Linked DNA regions of Mus musculus: regions 1 and 2 are each linked to region 3. A link is a contact called in public Hi-C and HiChIP or PLAC-seq data. All regions are on one chromosome and are shown on one strand. Each heading gives the region's core, a stretch centred on a gene start, on an enhancer-like site or on the middle of the called end of the contact. The rest is flanking DNA. Distances are from core to core; before and after follow the strand shown.

Region 1 (3,236 bases), core at 12-2,511, 160 kb after region 3:
TGCTGATCTGAGTTCAAGCCTCAGATCCCATGTAAAGGAGAATGCAGTAAACTGATTTCACCAAGTGAAATGTGCATACTGTGCTTTATGTGCCCGTACATGTATAGGCTCACACAAAATAAATAAATCTAAAGCTGTATTCATGCATGCATACATACATACATATGTACATGACAGCTCTTGAGGAGTAGCACTAAAAGTTGAGCTCTGGTCTCCACCCACAAACATGTAGAAGTGCATGCATGCTATGTACCAAAAAGAGTGATTATACTTAAAGAGAAAGTGTGATAGGGGATGGCAGATGCTGCTGAAGGAAGCGATCTTCCCCAGTCAGGAAACGTACATGTGCTGCCCCTGGGACACACTCCAATGCTAACTGGGACACCTGGAACATGGGACATTTTTTCCTATACACCAAGGGACCAGATGTACACTAAATGTGCAGGTAAAACTGGAAGAGAGAGAGAGATGGATAACAGGACCTCCAGAATCCTCCAGTGAGAGGCAGTAGTGTGGCTCAGTGGTGGAGCCTCTGCCTAGAATCCCCCAGTGAGGGGCTGGGGGCTTGGCTCAGTGGTGGAGCCCCTGCCTAGAATCCCTCAGGATCCTAGTATTTTCTGAAGATGTTTTCAGCACAGTCTGGGACGGTTTGTTCAGTTTTCTCTTCCACGAGCAAGCCCTATGGTTCCATCTGACCGATGCCAACAGTTCCCACCTGGAGCCTATTGATTTACTCCTTGTTCATCAGCCATGGCCTAGCCCGGTGGTTTTCATCCTTCCTAATGGCTGTAGTCCTTTAATGCAGGTCCTCAGGCTGTGGTGACCCCAACCATAACATTATTTCTGTTGCTACTTCCTAATTGTGAGGTTGCTACTGTTATGAGTCCTAATGTGAACACCTGTGTTTTCCAGTGGTCTATGGTGACCCCTGTGAAAGAGACCGCCAAAGGAGTTGCAGCCCACAGTTTGAGAACCACCGGTCTGGCCAGATCAACTGACAGATGAAGGCAGGTGCTGCCCACACACAGCACTCTGGGTAGAATGAGCCCAGGTGCACCCAGAGACATAGCTGCACTTAGAGCTAGGAACTCCGGTCATAGGAAGCAGGTGGTCATGGGAAGGGACTCTAGCCCCAGGCTTCAAACCTCTTCTCTTAGAGGCTGAAGCCACTTGTGGAGGGTAGCTCTGGATGAGTCTGTAGGGGTTCCCATAGGTCTACCAGCAGGGGACAGCAAAGCACAAGTCCTAGTCATGGCTCCCATGCAGTCCACTTCCTGTCCCATCACCCAACAAGCCCCACCACCACCACCACACCAACCCCTGCTCCCAGGATGCCTGTGCACCTCTCAGCTTCCTCACTGGGCTCTAGAGAAACCACGTCTCCTGGGCGTGGTGGTGCACACCTTTAATCTCAGCCCTGGGGAGGCAGAGGAGAATATATCTCTGGTCTACAGAGTGAGTTCTAAGCCAACCAGGGGCTACATAGTGAAGCCCCTGTCCAGAAGAAGAAAAGAAAAGAGACCCTATGTTCCCTTGGTAGTGAAATGGGTTCTGTGGGCACTGCAGAGTGAGGCCCACGTGGAATGAAAAACCCCCACAAAGAACTGGGCTCTGTCTTTTTGCCTCCCTGGAATCAGGGCTTAGAAACCCACTTGACCTTAGAGGTCCTAAGGTATGCATACATCTTCTCTAACACATCAGAGAGGAAGCTGAGGCCCAGAGATCACATGTGACTCCCCCAGCCAAAAACTGCAGCTGGGCTTTAGAACTGAATGAATCGCTGGGACCCAGGGAGGCTGACACCACATGGTCTATACAGCCCCTGCCAAGAGGAGGTGGAGCTGCGCAGATGCCCATGGGAAACAGTGCCCAACACATAGCATGCCCTGGGAAAGCCTATGCTAAATAGCCCAGGGAGCAGCAAGGGTTTGGTGTGCTGTGATGTGGTTGGGTTTGGTTATAACATGTCCCACTACATAGCTTAGGCTGGCCTAGAACTGGCTACGTAGCCCAGGCAAGTCCTGAACCAGCTGAAACTCTTGTCTCAATTGAGTACTGGGATTACAGACGTATACTACTACACCTGGCCACACGGGGGCTCCAAGTGCCATCTTTAGAGACACGTGGGAAAGGTGAAGGAGTCAGGGGACTCCCCTGAGCCCCAAGAACCATTTCTATTTCCTTATTGCGCCTGAACCTAGAAAACAGTTTCTACAAAGACAAAGATGGGGGGGCAGGGGGGGGAAGGTCCCTTCATCTGAGCTTCTAGAGTTCTCCAGCAGGGGGAGACAGGAATGAGCTGATGGTGGATGCACCTGCCCAGAGCCCACGGCTGGTGGATCATTGAAATTTGGGGATGAAGCTGGGCATGGTAATATACACCTGCCATCCCAGCACATAGGCAGCTGGGGCATAAGAATTGCAAGGTCTGTGCTACATAGCAAATGCTAGACCACATCCAAGGCTGTGTACTTAGACCATATCAAACCTACCAAAGAGAGGATGGGGAGTTGGCTCAGCCAGTGGGATACTTGTAATAAAGCATAAGGAAGGACCTGAGTTTGTATCCCCATCACCTACATGGGAAGTTGAGTGTGGCAGTACATGCCTGTTATCCTAGCGACAGGGAGGTAGAGATCCCCAGGAACTCCATGCTCAGCCCACCTAGCCAAAACTGAACTCCTGGTGAGAGTCTGTCCAAAAAAAAATAATGTGCAGATGGCCTGGAGAGATGGCTTAGTGAATAAAGTGCTTGCCACACAAGCATAAAGGCCTGAGTTTGAATCACAAGAGCTCAGATTAAAAACTGCACATTAGTGTACTCATCTACAATCCAGGGCTCCTGTGATGAGACTGGAAGTGGAGATAGAATGCTCAGGAGCTCAGAGGCAGCTAGCTTGGCGTCCACAGTAGCAAGATTCTTCTCAAACAGGTGATAAGGCATGACCAACACTCCAGGATGTCCCTTGACCTCTGCACACTCACTGTGGTATATGCATACCACACACACACTCACGCATGCACGCATGCACGGGCACATACACAATATACATACACACACAAAGAAACTTAAATAATCAGATAAAGATCAATTAAGGAAGACATGCAACATTGATCTCTGGCTTCCACATACATGTGCATATGCATGAACACACACCAACACATACAGCATGTACACACACACACATACACACACACACACATGCAAAGGAATTTAAGGGTGCTGGTGCCCTCAG
Region 2 (3,355 bases), core at 281-2,780, 180 kb before region 3:
CTTTCTTTTTTTTTTTCAAAAAGAAAATCATATTTATTGCCAGCTGATGGGGAGGAATTGAGGGCATGTGATGGAGACTATTACTGAGAAAGCTTGAACAACCACAATTTACTGCGAAGAGATAAAAACCAAACACCTCAGCCATATTATCGCCATAATTGTCTGCAGTTTACTCATCGTGTAAAACAAACGAATCATGAAATGTGAGAGGACGTTTCAAAACACACATAGAAGGTGTTACATTGATTACACGGAGGCGGCTTGACTTAATTGTAAATTGTTTCCCTTTCAGTGGGGAAGCGGGAAGGTATTAATTAGGAGTGATTTCGACAAGATTGGGTGTCCAAGGATTTCTTTCACTGAGCAAAAACTCCACAAAGAAGTCTGCGTGACTGGGAGAGTTGAGAGAACTGGTGAGTATGTATGCGCGCGCGCGCGCGCGCGCGCGTGTGTGTGTGTGTGTGTGTGTGTGTGTGTGTGTGTGTGTGTGTGTGTGTACAGGCGCGAGGGAGCGCAAGGGTGTGTATTTTCTCTCTTGTGCTCTTGACATTTGGAGGTGTGCTAATCCCTTGAGCCCGCACACATTCACAGATCTGAGATTTAATAAATATACAAATGGCTTAAGTTAGAACAGGAAATACCCCTGCCCGTGCCCCCCCCCCAAACTCCAGGTGGCAAAGATGTAAGCTGGGGGCAGCATTGTGTGGCCCCAGGGGAGTTGCAGACAGAAGAATGGAGCTGCAGCCACAGAGCCAGCTGTCTTTAAAAAACTTTAAAAGCCTGGCCTCAAATCAAAACCCTACTGTACTCCTTCGCTGCCTTCCCAGGCACTCCATCCTGAGCCTTTCCAGCCAACAAGCCCTTATTCTCAGCAGCCAAAATAATTTATTGTTTTCTAGCGTTCTCCTTGGCTGAGCCCTCAAGCTGCTCCCCCTTTCCTGGATGGACACTCCATAATTCAGCTAGCATCTCACCAGTACCCTGCTGCTTACCCTCCTTTCCCCTACCCCTTCCCGCCCACCCCCTCTTTCCCCCCTCCCTTCGTTTCTTCCTTCCTTCTGAAGCAAAGGGGGAACCAATGGATGACCAAATGCTACCCTTGAGAGCAGCTCCGGTCAAACAGAATCGGAGATGAACTCTACCACACTTGCGCCTTGTCGGTCAATACTGCAAATCTGCGTTCTGCACCCACAGATAGGGCTATTAATTGTGTTCTCCCCCTGGAGCGTCTTTCTAGCTTCTGCATTCCTTGGATAATTAGTGTCTTTCCCTTTATAGTGCAAAAAAAAACCCCAACCATCTTGGCAGAATAGGACAGCAAAGTCTAAAGCTTGGGCAACTGTTTCTGGCTGTCTGGTTCAGACGGTCGTCTTTCATGATCTGTTTTCCCAGGGAAACCACAGAGAATATGCAGAACTGATTAACCTCCGAGCACCAGGGAACGCTCCCGCCACTGCACAGGAGATGCCAGGAGCATCCGGAAACGACTGGTGCTGGATTGCGAATGGAACTCGGCTGATCTTCAGAGTAGCCTGTGCAAGGATGCTTCATACCAGACTATCATCTTTCAAGCTGAGATCAGACCGCGATCAGTTTGTTAATGTCACCAAAACCCAAGGGAATTGTGAGCAGCCAGCGGGTACCAGTGTGGCTGGGTAGGGACTGTGGTCCAGACTGCTGTTGCTGCACAGGTGGGGATAGATGGAGTGTAATCTGTTGCCACTGAACACACAGACAGGAAGCATCACACAGCAGGAAACTGAATTCTATACCTCTCCTTCCGGTCCACAGCTGAGAGACGCTATCAGAATGTGTCTGCAGCTTTCACCTTTTAAGACATAAATCCTTCTGGTGACTGTAGTATCTCTGTTTCCTTGGGGATTGATTGGACCACTGGCATCTTCCAACACAACTGTGGTGACACATGCAAGACTATTGATGTTTGTTTGTTTAGACTTTTTTCTTTTCTCCTTCCTTCCTTCAACTGTTCCTTCTTTTTCTCTTGTTGGAGGAAGGATGTGTGTGTGTGTGTGTGTGTGTGTGTGTGTGTGTGTGTGTGGTGTATTCACGTGACTGCTCATCTGTGCACAAGTTCGTGGAAGCCAGATGTCAATGTCAGTATCAGGCGACTTCCTCCGTTGCTCCTTAACTTATTCTTTTGCGATAGGGTTGCTCACTACGCTTGGAGTTTCAGACCCTCCAGAGAGCCCCAGGATCCACCTAGGACTGTCTCTCCGACATATACTACCACATCTGACTTTTCTGTGGGTGCTGGGGATCTGAACTCAGCTTCTCACGTCTATTCAGAGGCACTTTACTTATGGAACCATGTGTTCTAAATCCCCAGCCCCTACTTCCCTTCCTCCTTCCTTCCCTCCCTCCCTCCTACCACCCTCTCTTCCTTTGGAGTTCCTAGGAGTCTAGGTTGGTACCCCAGGGATCCTACTGTCTGTACCTTCCAAGTGCTGCTATTACTAGTGAATGCACCATATCCGGATTTTTCTTTTAATGTTGCATCCATTTCCCTAGTCTAGATTGGAACTAATAATGTTCCCCCAGGGAGCTGGGAGGGAGCAAAGGGGGAGGGGCCATAATACTACTCCTCTCCACCCCTCCCCTCTCTGGGAGTTGAATCATTACTATCTAAGGGGGAAAGTAGTAGTTAGAGATGGGCCTTCTTGATTGATGTTTCTCAGGGGACTGCCTGGTAGAGTAGCTGCCTATGAGTGGTCCATGCTCCCATAAGTAACTCCAGTGAACTAACTCACTTGTACACCAAAGTGGGCTTGGATAAAATCCTTTATTTGGTCTGTCCTTGTCCTCTCTTTTTTGAGGTAAATTGACATTTCTTTATGTCTCCCCAGGAAGAGTCACATAACAATAACCATATGTTGTTCTTGTTACTATGACTACGTATCTGGCATGAGCAAGGGAACTTGTTTATTTGGACTCTCGGTTTGAGGGGATAGACATTCATCATGAGAGAGAATGGGTGGGTGGCAGCGGGACCACAATGAAGGGACCCCTTGCCTCATGTGTGGGAGAAACAGGAACATGTCCTGCCCTACAACAACTCACTCCCTCGAGAGAAGCTCTGCCTTCTAAGGGCTCCACAATCTCTCCAACAAACCACTGTAGACCAAGACCTCAAACACATACGCTTATGCTCAAGGATGGGGCAGGGTGACATCAAACATCCAGTGTGGTGGTTGCACATGTTTTTATTCCAGCATTTGGGAACCTTAGACAGATTTTTGTAGCCAGCATGGTCTACATACATAGCAAGTTCAAGGCCAGTCAAGGCTACATAGTTAGACCTTGTCTCAAAACAACAAAATACCTCCAAACACCAATA
Region 3 (2,937 bases), core at 23-2,522:
GTTCCTCATGCCTTCCCTGACATTTCTGTGCCTAAGAATGTGTCAGGAAAGAGATGGTATATGAAGCCAGGCGGTGGTGGCACACACCTTTAATCCCAGCACTCGGGAGGCAGAGACAGGTGGATCTCTGTGAGTTTTAAGCCAGCTTGATCTGCATAGTGAGTTCTAGGACAGCCAGAACAACACAGAGAAACCCTGTCTCAAAACAATGCCACCTCAGCAACAGTGACCAACAAAGATAGTATGTGAATACTCCAGCTCCCATGTCAACTTATCAGGGTAATTGCAGAGGGCTGGGCCCCAAACTCAGTCTCTCCTGCCAGAAAACATTTAAGGGTCAGTGAGATGTCTCCACAGCTAAGAGCATTTGCCAACAAGCCTAAGGACCCACAGTTGAACCCTAGGAAGGCTCAAGAGAGAAATGTTAAGAGACAACTGACTATTTTTCTTTTTAATTAGACTTTGGTCATATCCTAAGCTAGAGGTCAACTTGTTTTTTTGGTTTTAGTTTGTTTTTTTGGATTTTTTTTTCTTGATAATCTTGTTTAATTACACATGGTAAATTGTTCCCATTGTTCCAAGAATTGACTAACCAGAAAATGTTTCATGGTATGTTAACTGTCTGACCATAAACCTGTAACAAGCACCTTTCCCATGATTATAAAAATAGCTGCAAAATTCCGCTTTTGTGATCACTTTTTATACAAGGGTCCTCCTGCTTCTGGTCTGGGCTGCTTTCATTCTCCTACTCCTGAGGAGAGTGTAAGTCTGGCCTAGCCAGAAAAGTACAGTTTTTGCCTTGCAACATCTCAATGTTAGCGCCTAGTTTTCAGCATCATGACAAGAAACAACTCCCTCAAGTTATCCTTTGACCTCCACTTACACATAATTGCATGTACCACTCTTGTCCCCCACAAATACACACACACACACACACACACACACACACACGAGATCAACATTGACCTCTGACTTCCAGAATACACATGTGCGTACGCACACGCACCTGCACACACAGAAATTAGCCATCAGAGGAACCATAGTGAGCAGTGGGAGACCAGATGGGAAGAGTCAAAGGTTATTATTGGTCCAGTCCCCTAGAGAGCCAGGATACCCTCTTCCTTTCAACCATTCATGTAGAATCATTCTTCATGGCTCAGCTACAGCAGAGAAAGCCCAGGGATAGAGTCCAGGTGGTGTCTCTTGGGAAGGTGGGGCTCTGTCCCCAGTAAAAAGCTCAGAGGCAGGGGTGAGGGCCTTACAGCTCCTTCCCTTGACAGCTGCATCAGCAGCCAGAAGAAACACTTCCTCTTTCCTGCTATGGCTTGCTCCTCCTCTAGAAACAGCTCTCTCTCTCTCTCTCTCTCTCTCTCTCTCTCTCTCTCTCTCTCTCTCTCTCCTCTCAGTTGTGTATAAGAAAACCATCTCTCTCCATTTCCCTCACTCCATATAAACATCCTAAAGTGCATCCTAAGTGTGTGTGGCCAGCTAAAGACCTTGAAGAGTGTTGTGATGCCTGCAGGTGGCATCCCCTTTCATTAGACTCTTAGCTCCTTCCTGGGCTCAGTGGCAAAGCAATGTTTACAAAACTTTCCACTCTGAAGCATCTCTCTCTCTCTCTCTCTCTCTCTCTCTCTCTCTCTCTCTCTCTCTGTGTGTGTGTGTGTGTGTGTGTGTGTGTGTGTGTGTGTGTGTGTGTGTGAACGGTGAAAGAGGAAAGGGAGGGGTCGGGGCTGGTGGTGGTAGGTAGAGGTGCTATTTCATATAAAAAAGGAAACTGAAAGAAATATTGAGGACCCAGGATTACACAGTGAGTTCAAGGCAAATCCCACAGCAGAACCCAGCTGCTTGAATGTGCAAGGGTCAGGGGACACATATCCTACAGGCCTACTGTCCTACATCTCTGAACACAGTCCCCAGAGCATTGAAGTTCAGCTCTGACAGTGTGTGCCCTTGGACTTCTGTGCTATGCTGTGAGAGACATACAAAAAGGGCACACATTATTCGTGCCCACAGGAGAACCTGTTTGTGCATTAGAGGGGATTAAGTCCAAGAAAGGACCCAAAGGACTCAGGAAAAGTAAGGTGAGCCTTCAAAAACTAAGGGTAGGGTACTAGAGGCACCTCTATGCTGGGTGCAAGCAAAAATGGTACATTGTAACCATAAAACCAACTGTGATTAGCTACAAACACACACACACACACACACACACACCAAAAAGAAAGAAAGAAAGAAAGAAAGAAAGAAAGAAAGAAAGAAAGAAAGAAAGAAAGAAAGAAAGAAAGAAAGAAAGAAAGAAAGAAAAGAAGAACAATCTAACAGCAATCCTACACAATATCGGAAATCAATCATCTTCCCCCTGGAAAGTAGTCTTGGATGAGTATAAGTTCTAAACAACTGATGGGGTTACCTTTGGATTTTAATAATATATATGTGAGCCTCAAATTGCTACATTGGTTATTACTTGAACGTAGGAACTCACTCAGAGGACCCTGCTGTAGGATATGCCCCCAAAGCATACATTGTTTCAAGAATGAGTTACCATGGCAACAAACTAGGACTGCCCACTCTGGCTACTTCTAGTAGTCCTAGCCCAGGCAATTAGGCAAGAAAAAGAAATGAACGGTATCCAGATAGGAAAAGAAACACGATTGTTCCTATCCTCAGATGGCAAAGTTTTGTAGAAAACCCGAGAAATCCACTAAACCCCATCACGAATAATAAATGAGTTCTGCAAGCTTGAAAAATACGAGATCAATGGATAAAAATCAATCGGGGTGGGCCACACTGTGGAGGATTGGGACACCACACTTTAATGAAAATTGCTGTACCCAGAGGATACTGGCAGGCCCAGAGCATCTGAAGAGTTATTAATAAAATACTGATATATTTAATTTCTCTAGTCAGATACTTCGAAATTACACAGACCATCCCTGT

The links. Hi-C and Micro-C count contacts between places; a contact is called where the count stands out from the background. HiChIP or PLAC-seq counts read pairs in DNA pulled down with a chosen protein or histone mark.
Region 1: a contact with region 3 is called in a Hi-C map of CD4 T cells, with 1.8 times the contacts expected there. The contact joins two enhancer-like sites. A contact is called at or near these places in 3 of 39 promoter capture datasets (embryonic stem cells, second pharyngeal arch cranial neural crest and stem cell-derived epiblast-like cells), 3 of 484 Hi-C or Micro-C datasets (CD4 T cells and CD8 T cells) and 2 of 9 other capture datasets (adipose tissue and liver).
Region 2: an H3K27ac HiChIP or PLAC-seq map of large pre-B cells shows a contact between it and region 3, with 2.2 times the contacts expected there. The contact joins two enhancer-like sites. A contact is called at or near these places in 6 of 39 promoter capture datasets (cranial neural crest, embryonic stem cells, frontonasal cranial neural crest and 2 more), 1 of 484 Hi-C or Micro-C datasets (embryonic stem cells) and 1 of 115 datasets of contacts at active chromatin or transcription factors (large pre-B cells).

The regions. Positions count from the first base shown.
Region 1 is chr5:140,856,551-140,859,786 of GRCm38.p6, reverse strand. All of the region lies in intron 2 of Gm30804 (a long non-coding RNA gene), which reads right to left. Among named protein-coding and RNA genes, the nearest start is that of Gm52831, 5.0 kb to the right of the region's middle. Within about 2 kb of position 1,261, at least 14 of the 459 cell types and tissues checked have an H3K27ac peak or open chromatin away from gene starts, as enhancers often do. A contact at or near this core is called in CD8 T cells, where this site is marked.
Region 2 is chr5:141,194,951-141,198,305 of GRCm38.p6, reverse strand. No RefSeq gene overlaps it. Among named protein-coding and RNA genes, the nearest start is that of Sdk1, 45 kb to the left of the region's middle. Within about 2 kb of position 1,530, at least 11 of the 459 cell types and tissues checked have an H3K27ac peak or open chromatin away from gene starts, as enhancers often do.
Region 3 is chr5:141,016,811-141,019,747 of GRCm38.p6, reverse strand. No RefSeq gene overlaps it. Among named protein-coding and RNA genes, the nearest start is that of Gm38729, 4.8 kb to the right of the region's middle. Within about 2 kb of position 1,272, at least 92 of the 459 cell types and tissues checked have an H3K27ac peak or open chromatin away from gene starts, as enhancers often do. A contact at or near this core is called in CD8 T cells, where this site is marked.